2 separate regions of the Ovis aries genome follow, and region 1 is linked to region 2. Evidence: chromatin contacts called from public Hi-C data. All regions are on one chromosome and are shown on one strand. The core of a region is the stretch at or near the end of the contact, and the rest is flanking DNA. Distances in the headings are between cores, read along the strand shown.

Evidence for each region. A called contact is a pair of places that touch in the nucleus more often than the background predicts.
Region 1: a contact with region 2 is called in a Hi-C map of liver, with 3 times the contacts expected there. The contact joins two enhancer-like sites. A contact is called at or near these places in 6 of 16 Hi-C or Micro-C datasets (blood, hypothalamus, liver and 3 more).

Annotation. Positions count from the first base shown.
Region 1 is chr1:210,729,655-210,732,813 of ARS-UI_Ramb_v3.0, forward strand. All of the region lies in intron 2 of TBL1XR1 (TBL1X/Y related 1), which reads left to right. Among named protein-coding and RNA genes, the nearest start is that of TBL1XR1, 140 kb to the left of the region's middle. Within about 2 kb of position 1,422, at least 17 of the 54 cell types and tissues checked have an H3K27ac peak or open chromatin away from gene starts, as enhancers often do. A contact at or near this core is called in hypothalamus and liver, where this site is marked.
Region 2 is chr1:210,468,448-210,471,553 of ARS-UI_Ramb_v3.0, forward strand. No RefSeq gene overlaps it. Among named protein-coding and RNA genes, the nearest start is that of TRNAE-UUC, 100 kb to the right of the region's middle. Within about 2 kb of position 1,679, at least 51 of the 54 cell types and tissues checked have an H3K27ac peak or open chromatin away from gene starts, as enhancers often do. A contact at or near this core is called in hypothalamus and liver, where this site is marked.

The sequences.
Region 1 (3,159 bases), core at 172-2,671, 260 kb after region 2:
TTCTCTCTGAAAGTATGAGCTAGCTGAAGTAGAACTAAAGCTAGAGGAACCCTTTTAAAATTTGAAAAGTTTACCCCTTTCTCTTAAAAAATTTACTTTTGGTTACAGAAACTAGTATAGTACTATGATCAGTATAATAAACCTATTCACAGCAATTTGAACAGACAAGAGCTCTCTTGCTCTTCATTTTTGGTATTTCTTGTTGACTTTACAAAAAGTATGCCACTAACGTGTATTTATTATGAGAGTTTTTACAGACAATAATTTCTATCATTTTGACTTGTGTTTTTCTTTGCCCCAAGATACATTAAATGATACAGAAGCACTACTGGTAATTGCTTCAGTCTGAGACATTTTGGTGACCTTTGTGTATCAGAGTCAGGCATTTTAAGAAATGTGTACATCTTAGGTACTTCAGTTCCATTATTCATTGTTTGAATATTAGACTGAATGATATTTTAGAGGAAAAGAATACTCTTATTTTCTTCATTAGTTGTTTCACTAGGATTCCACCTGGCTGAACTCATTTTGGGAGATCCTCTTCATCAGTAGTGACTCAGTGTTTCCCTGACAGATATCCATGGTTGGCCAAGTTGTGACTTAATGCCTGCCATATAATGGGTGTTATATGTAATCATATAATGGGTGTGGTGGTTTTATTTTTTAAATCATTCAATCACCAGGCTTTCAGAATTGACTCTTGTGTTATACCTACTGTGTGTGCCAAGCACATTGTTGCCACTCCTGTGGGTCAGGGTAGAGTTGAGCAGGGTCTCCTCCGGAGCTCAGGTCCTCCTGTGTGCCACAGGGGGCCTCTGGATGAGGTGTCCTGAGCCAGTCATCAGAGGAGTTCACCTGTATCATTCTGTTCAGTGTGGCGTGTACAGATATCACATTCAACTGCACTATTTGAAATTAAATGGGAGGAGGTGCCTTCTTCTTCACACGAGGATGGTATTTACTTTTCTCCCATGGCTTCTCCTTTCAGTAAATGTCCTAAAAGACACCTTTGATTCTTCTCCTTTCCTGAGCTCTGTGTCAAGTCACCCACCCTGAGTCTGCTACTTCCTGAGTGTCTCTGGAATCCTGGTGTCCTAGGGACGCTTCTCAGCTCCAGGGCCTCAGTCCAGTTTCAGGCTTCTTCTCTTAGGTGACTGCAGCACCTTCCTAACTTGGCCCCTCTTCTCAGCCCAGTTTCCTTCTAGTTTTCATATTAGAATTCAGGATGGTCTTTTAAAATGTAAATCATACCACTTCCCTGCGTTTCCTGCCTTTTCTTCCCTGTTTTCTTGTGATTCCTTCAAGGCTCCTCTCAAGCCTCACATCATTCTGTTTCTTTTTCTTCACGCAGACCTTCCAGTGACTGTTAACTGCTCACTGAATTGCTTCAGCTCTTTTCCTTCCTCCCCAGATATTCGTGTTCTCACTCTCCTGTCTGTCCTTGAGGTCTGAACACTGAAGACACTTCCTCTGAGATGTATTCCCAGACCACTGAATTTGGTTAGGGCTTCCTGTGTGTGTGTTCACTGGGGGAATTGTTACCACCCCCTTGTTTGTCTTCCTTTGTTTCTGAGATAAGCTTGGTGAGTGTTCAGTCACCAGGCTTTCCAGATCTACAGCAGTAGCAGTTCCTATTGTATAGAAGCCTGCTCAGTCCTTGTTAATCTTGAGAGGTTTAAATATATTGTTGCCCTGCATTATAAGAGATCCATGATGTGGCAGGACACTCAGCACAGGCCCGGGGATAGATACCCCTTTATACAGAATGGGCTTCCCTGGTGGCTCAGACAAAGCGTCTGCCTGCAATGCCAGAGACCCGGGTCCAATCCCTGGGTTGGGAAGATCCCCTGGAGAAGGAAATGGCACCCCACTCCAGTATTCTTGCCTGGAAAATTCCATGGACTGAGGGAGGAGCCTGGTAGGCTACAGTCCATGGGGTCCCAAGGAGTCGGACACAACTGAGTGACTTCACTTTCTTTCTTTTTTATACTGAATAGATGTCAGCGTATCCTTTTTTAAACAAGGAATGGAGAAGCTGGTCTGTGGGCCATGTCCAGCCCATTGACTTTTTATAAGGACCACAAACTAAGACAAGGTTTTAATTTTTTGAGTGCTGAAGAAGAAATCAAAAGAAAAATATTTTATGGCACAAGAGTATCATATGCAGTTCAAATGTCAGTGTTGATAAGTTGTCTTATTGGAACCTGGCCACCATCAGTCATTTGTGTGCCGTCACCGCTCTTGCACTGCAACTGTGGATGAGTAGTTGTGACTATATGACTGGCAAAGCCTAACGCATTGACTGTTGGGCACCGAGCAGGAGAGTTTTCTTTAAATCCTTTCTGTGACATGAGAACAGTTATGTATAATCAGGATATATTTAAGCTATATGTCAGTTTCCTTCTTTCCCTCCTTCTGAGAATATCATTTGAGTTTTCAGAACTGTACTCCAACCTCTCTGCCTTATGCATACCTAGAGCTTTTTGAAACTTGAACATTGCAGATTAGATGTTGAGAAAATAGAGACTTCAAATCCTAGTAAATTTTGTAAACAAAACCAGCATGGATGGCTGGTCCCTGTTCCTGTAGTCTGAAGTCAGTCTTTTCCTATATAAATAATTTTCTGATCCTTAAACTCTTTTTTACATTTAAGGAGAAAAGAGGAACAACTTTTTATGCTATTTAATATAATTATTAAAATATGATACTGGAGGCCCTTTTGTAAATTTTTAATCCTTTTTACCAATATGTTGCAGAAAAAGAGACCCAGCTGTGTTTTGGTTGTATAATCTACTACTAACTATTGGAAGTATCTTTATTTGTTAGGATTTATTATTAGGCAATATCAAATCTTCATTTTACATTATTTAATAAAATCAAATGGTTTTTACAACATTGTTTACATTTTGTTTAAAAATATTTTATTGAGAAAATACTTAATTAACTTTGTTTTATTTTTAGGGTTATATCCTGTGTTGTGACCTCATGGTTTAAGTGGGAATAAAGATGAGTATAAGCAGTGATGAGGTCAACTTCTTGGTATATAGATACTTGCAAGAGTCAGGTGAGTACATTCATAAAGTAAATAGGCCTCAAATTATTTTAATATCTTCAAAATAACCTTTTATGCATTTGAAATTTGTACCAGTCCAAACTGTT
Region 2 (3,106 bases), core at 429-2,928:
AGCAACCAGCTTCCTGCCCTGATGCTTCTGCCCAAGTGGTCCTCTGACCTTTGTCCTCCCCTGCTTAGTCAGAAGCTCTCGGACAGGAAGTTAGTTGTCCACTATTAATATCAAAGCTCAACATCCAGAACAAGATGGTTGACTTCCCTGTCTAGAGAGGACCTCTATTTGGGTCAGTCATGCCTAGAAGGGGCTTAGGCAAAGGCCGAAGGGCAGGCAGGCGAGAAAACAGAAGTGCTTCAAGATGTGAGAGCCTCTTCATCTTGACAACCAAAGGGTCAGACTCTCCAGTCTGCACACTCCTAAGGAGCTGAGGGAAACCCCCTAAGTACACAGTGCACTGGGAGGGGGAGAATCCCACCCATCGCAACCTAACACCTACTGAACCATTGTGGAGAGCTGGACTTCGGAAATTTCCAGCGCAAAATTGTAGGTGGGGGCGGGAGAGCTGTAGGGCAAGCCTGTGGAGGCGATTTTAGAAGTGCACACGTTGTAGGGAAATTTTTCCCTCAAACTGTCTAGAGGGAAGTGGTCATGATCCACTACAAGTTCTCCTGAAATGATCAAGTGCACAGAGGCAAAGCGCTACACTGCTGAGAAACGTGGCTGCTTTGCTTCCTCCGCAGTCCCCAGGCAGCTCCAATGTACTTCATATCAGTAAGTGATCAGTCCCAGCCAAGGGTACAGAGGGATGTGATCCGGCTGGGAAGAACTGCACTCCCCTTCTAAGTCTCCAGATAGCCAGTTCCCCGCTGGTTGCCATTTTTTGCAATTTAAAATTTAAGAAAATTTAAATAGGATTAGCCCTGTGTGTGGAAGAGAAGAGCCTGTTTGAGGAAACAGAAAAGGTACCATGTTGTGTAAGTTTTACATATTTTAACTGGGTGGTGTTTGTGTGTGTATCCACAGAACAAAGTGCAGTAATTATACAATTCGTTATTTAAGCCATTATAAGGACCGCTACAACAGGAGGGAGGGGAGAGAATATCTAAACTACATTAAATGATTCTTAAAAGCTCATTCTAGGAAAAGGAAATGCCAGAGTAGTAAGATAAGGAGTCTTCATTAACAACAAATTCATCATTTCCCTCCTTCAAAATGAGACACTCTTCTAAGGCAGTTTGCTTGGAAAGTAGTTTTGCACCGTAAATCTGGGACATGTTTTTTATGTATGTGTTTGCTCTGCATGAGGCTTAAGAAAAACACAGCAACCAAACCACCCGAGCCAACCCTGGAGGGAAAGAGAAGACCTAATCACCCGTGATGGCGATTACATAATAGAGATTCGCGCACACAAACCCCCAGAGTCTCAAAAGAATCAGCCTTTGGCTTCCTGTCATAAAAGATGCCTTTTTTTCCTTTGTGAGGATCACTAAAAATGCTTCCTAAAGACCAAGTGGATGTCTTTGGTAGAAATAGAGGTCACTTAGGAATGATTAAGTACACCCCCAGCCAACATGAAGCCTGTATCGATAACTAAAGTGCCTCTGCATTTAGCGCAGCAAAAGCTCATAATCTGTTTCTAATCGGTGCCCTGAAGATGCTCCCAAGGAGGAAAAGGCCTGGCGTGGGTAGTCGCCCCTCCCCAGGCCCGCGTCTCAGGCCCTCCCTGGGGCAGCCGGAGTGCTCCTCTCTTAGATAATGCCAGGTACTCTGGAAAGTAGCCGTGTAATAATACACAAACCCCTGATGATGTCAGCGTGTTATTGACTTTCCAAGTCTGAATGACTGAGCAGAGGAGCGGGGGTGGGGCGCGATCCATCCGGCAGCGCGGGGACCGGCCAAGCGAAAATGAGCTCGCGGACCAGGCCGGGGGGAGGGGCGGCAGCGGCTCAGCGCTCAGGCTCCGCCAAGGCGGCGTCGGTGTCCGCGGCCCAGCCCGGGCACGGCTCCGGGCTCCCGCTCCCGAGCTCTTTGCGTTTGGTCAAACACCCCTCCGGCAGAAATCGCTCAGGCCACCCCCCTTGACAACCACCACCCTCCCCCTCTCCTCCGGCAGCTTTCACCACGTGGCCGAGCCGCCTTACAAAACGGGGAGCAGAGGGCTAGAAAGGGGGCCCCTGCCCTTCCCCTGCCCTGCACCAGAGCCTGCCGCCCCAGCTGCGGTGAATTCGCAGATGTGACGGTCGCCGGCCGCAGAGTATTGCCCTCTGCTAGAGATCCCCTTGGAAATTGCACCTCAGCGGTGGTGACATTTTATGGGATGTGACTGGCTTCCTTTATGGCGCTGGGAGTGCAGGTGCCGGATTGTAGGTTCCTGTTCTCACCCAGCAAACCGACCACAGGGCGCCCAGTCATCTTCAAGGCTAGGTGTGAACCGGGCCAGGCTGCCCTTAAATGGAATTGCATTTGGAGGCCGGGATCTGGGGATAAGCACTCCAGGCTGGGGCGTGGCCTTCCCCACCAGGCCTCTGCCTCCCTTTCGGGCCTAGCAGCTCCTGCTGGCCCTCCGCCCTCCCGCGCACCCAGCTTCGCTGGGGGCATCTATGGGACTAGGCACCTAGACCGCTGCCTGCTGGCGCAGCTCCCTCAGTCCCTCTCCTCGACCTGCTGAAACCCTCCCAGAAGTCCACGTCCGCAGAACTTCAACCCAACGCCCCAGGGCCAGACTGCTCCTCCTCAGAGCTCCAGCCTGCCTCTCCCCGCGTTCCCTGCCCCATCAGGTTTGTTCATGGAAGCCCCAGGCGGGCCCCCTGGTTCCCAGTCCTGTTCTACCCCTTATTAGCTGTGTGCGTGTAGACAGAGTGCTTAACCTCTCTGTATCCTTTATCCGTGGAAAGCGGGAAGCAGTAATCCCCGCAGTCACTGCTGGGAGGATTAAATGAAAGCCGGATTTCATAAGAGACTCCAGCCTTCGAATATTCCAGTCCTTTGCCTTCACTAGCAGTGTCATCTGTCGGGCCAGAGTCCCAGGGTGGTTCGCTGGACTGTGGGGCCCGCTGTTCCCCCTACCCTCCGGGCTCTCTAGAGCCCACTGACCCTCAGTGCCCCCCTCCCTCCACGGGGACCCTGGGAAGAGGCACTTTACTACCAAGGTTGGGGTGCCCTGGGGAATGTGCCTCTGACCTAAGCGAGTTCATGGCCTTTTCCCAAATCCTCTCCTCTG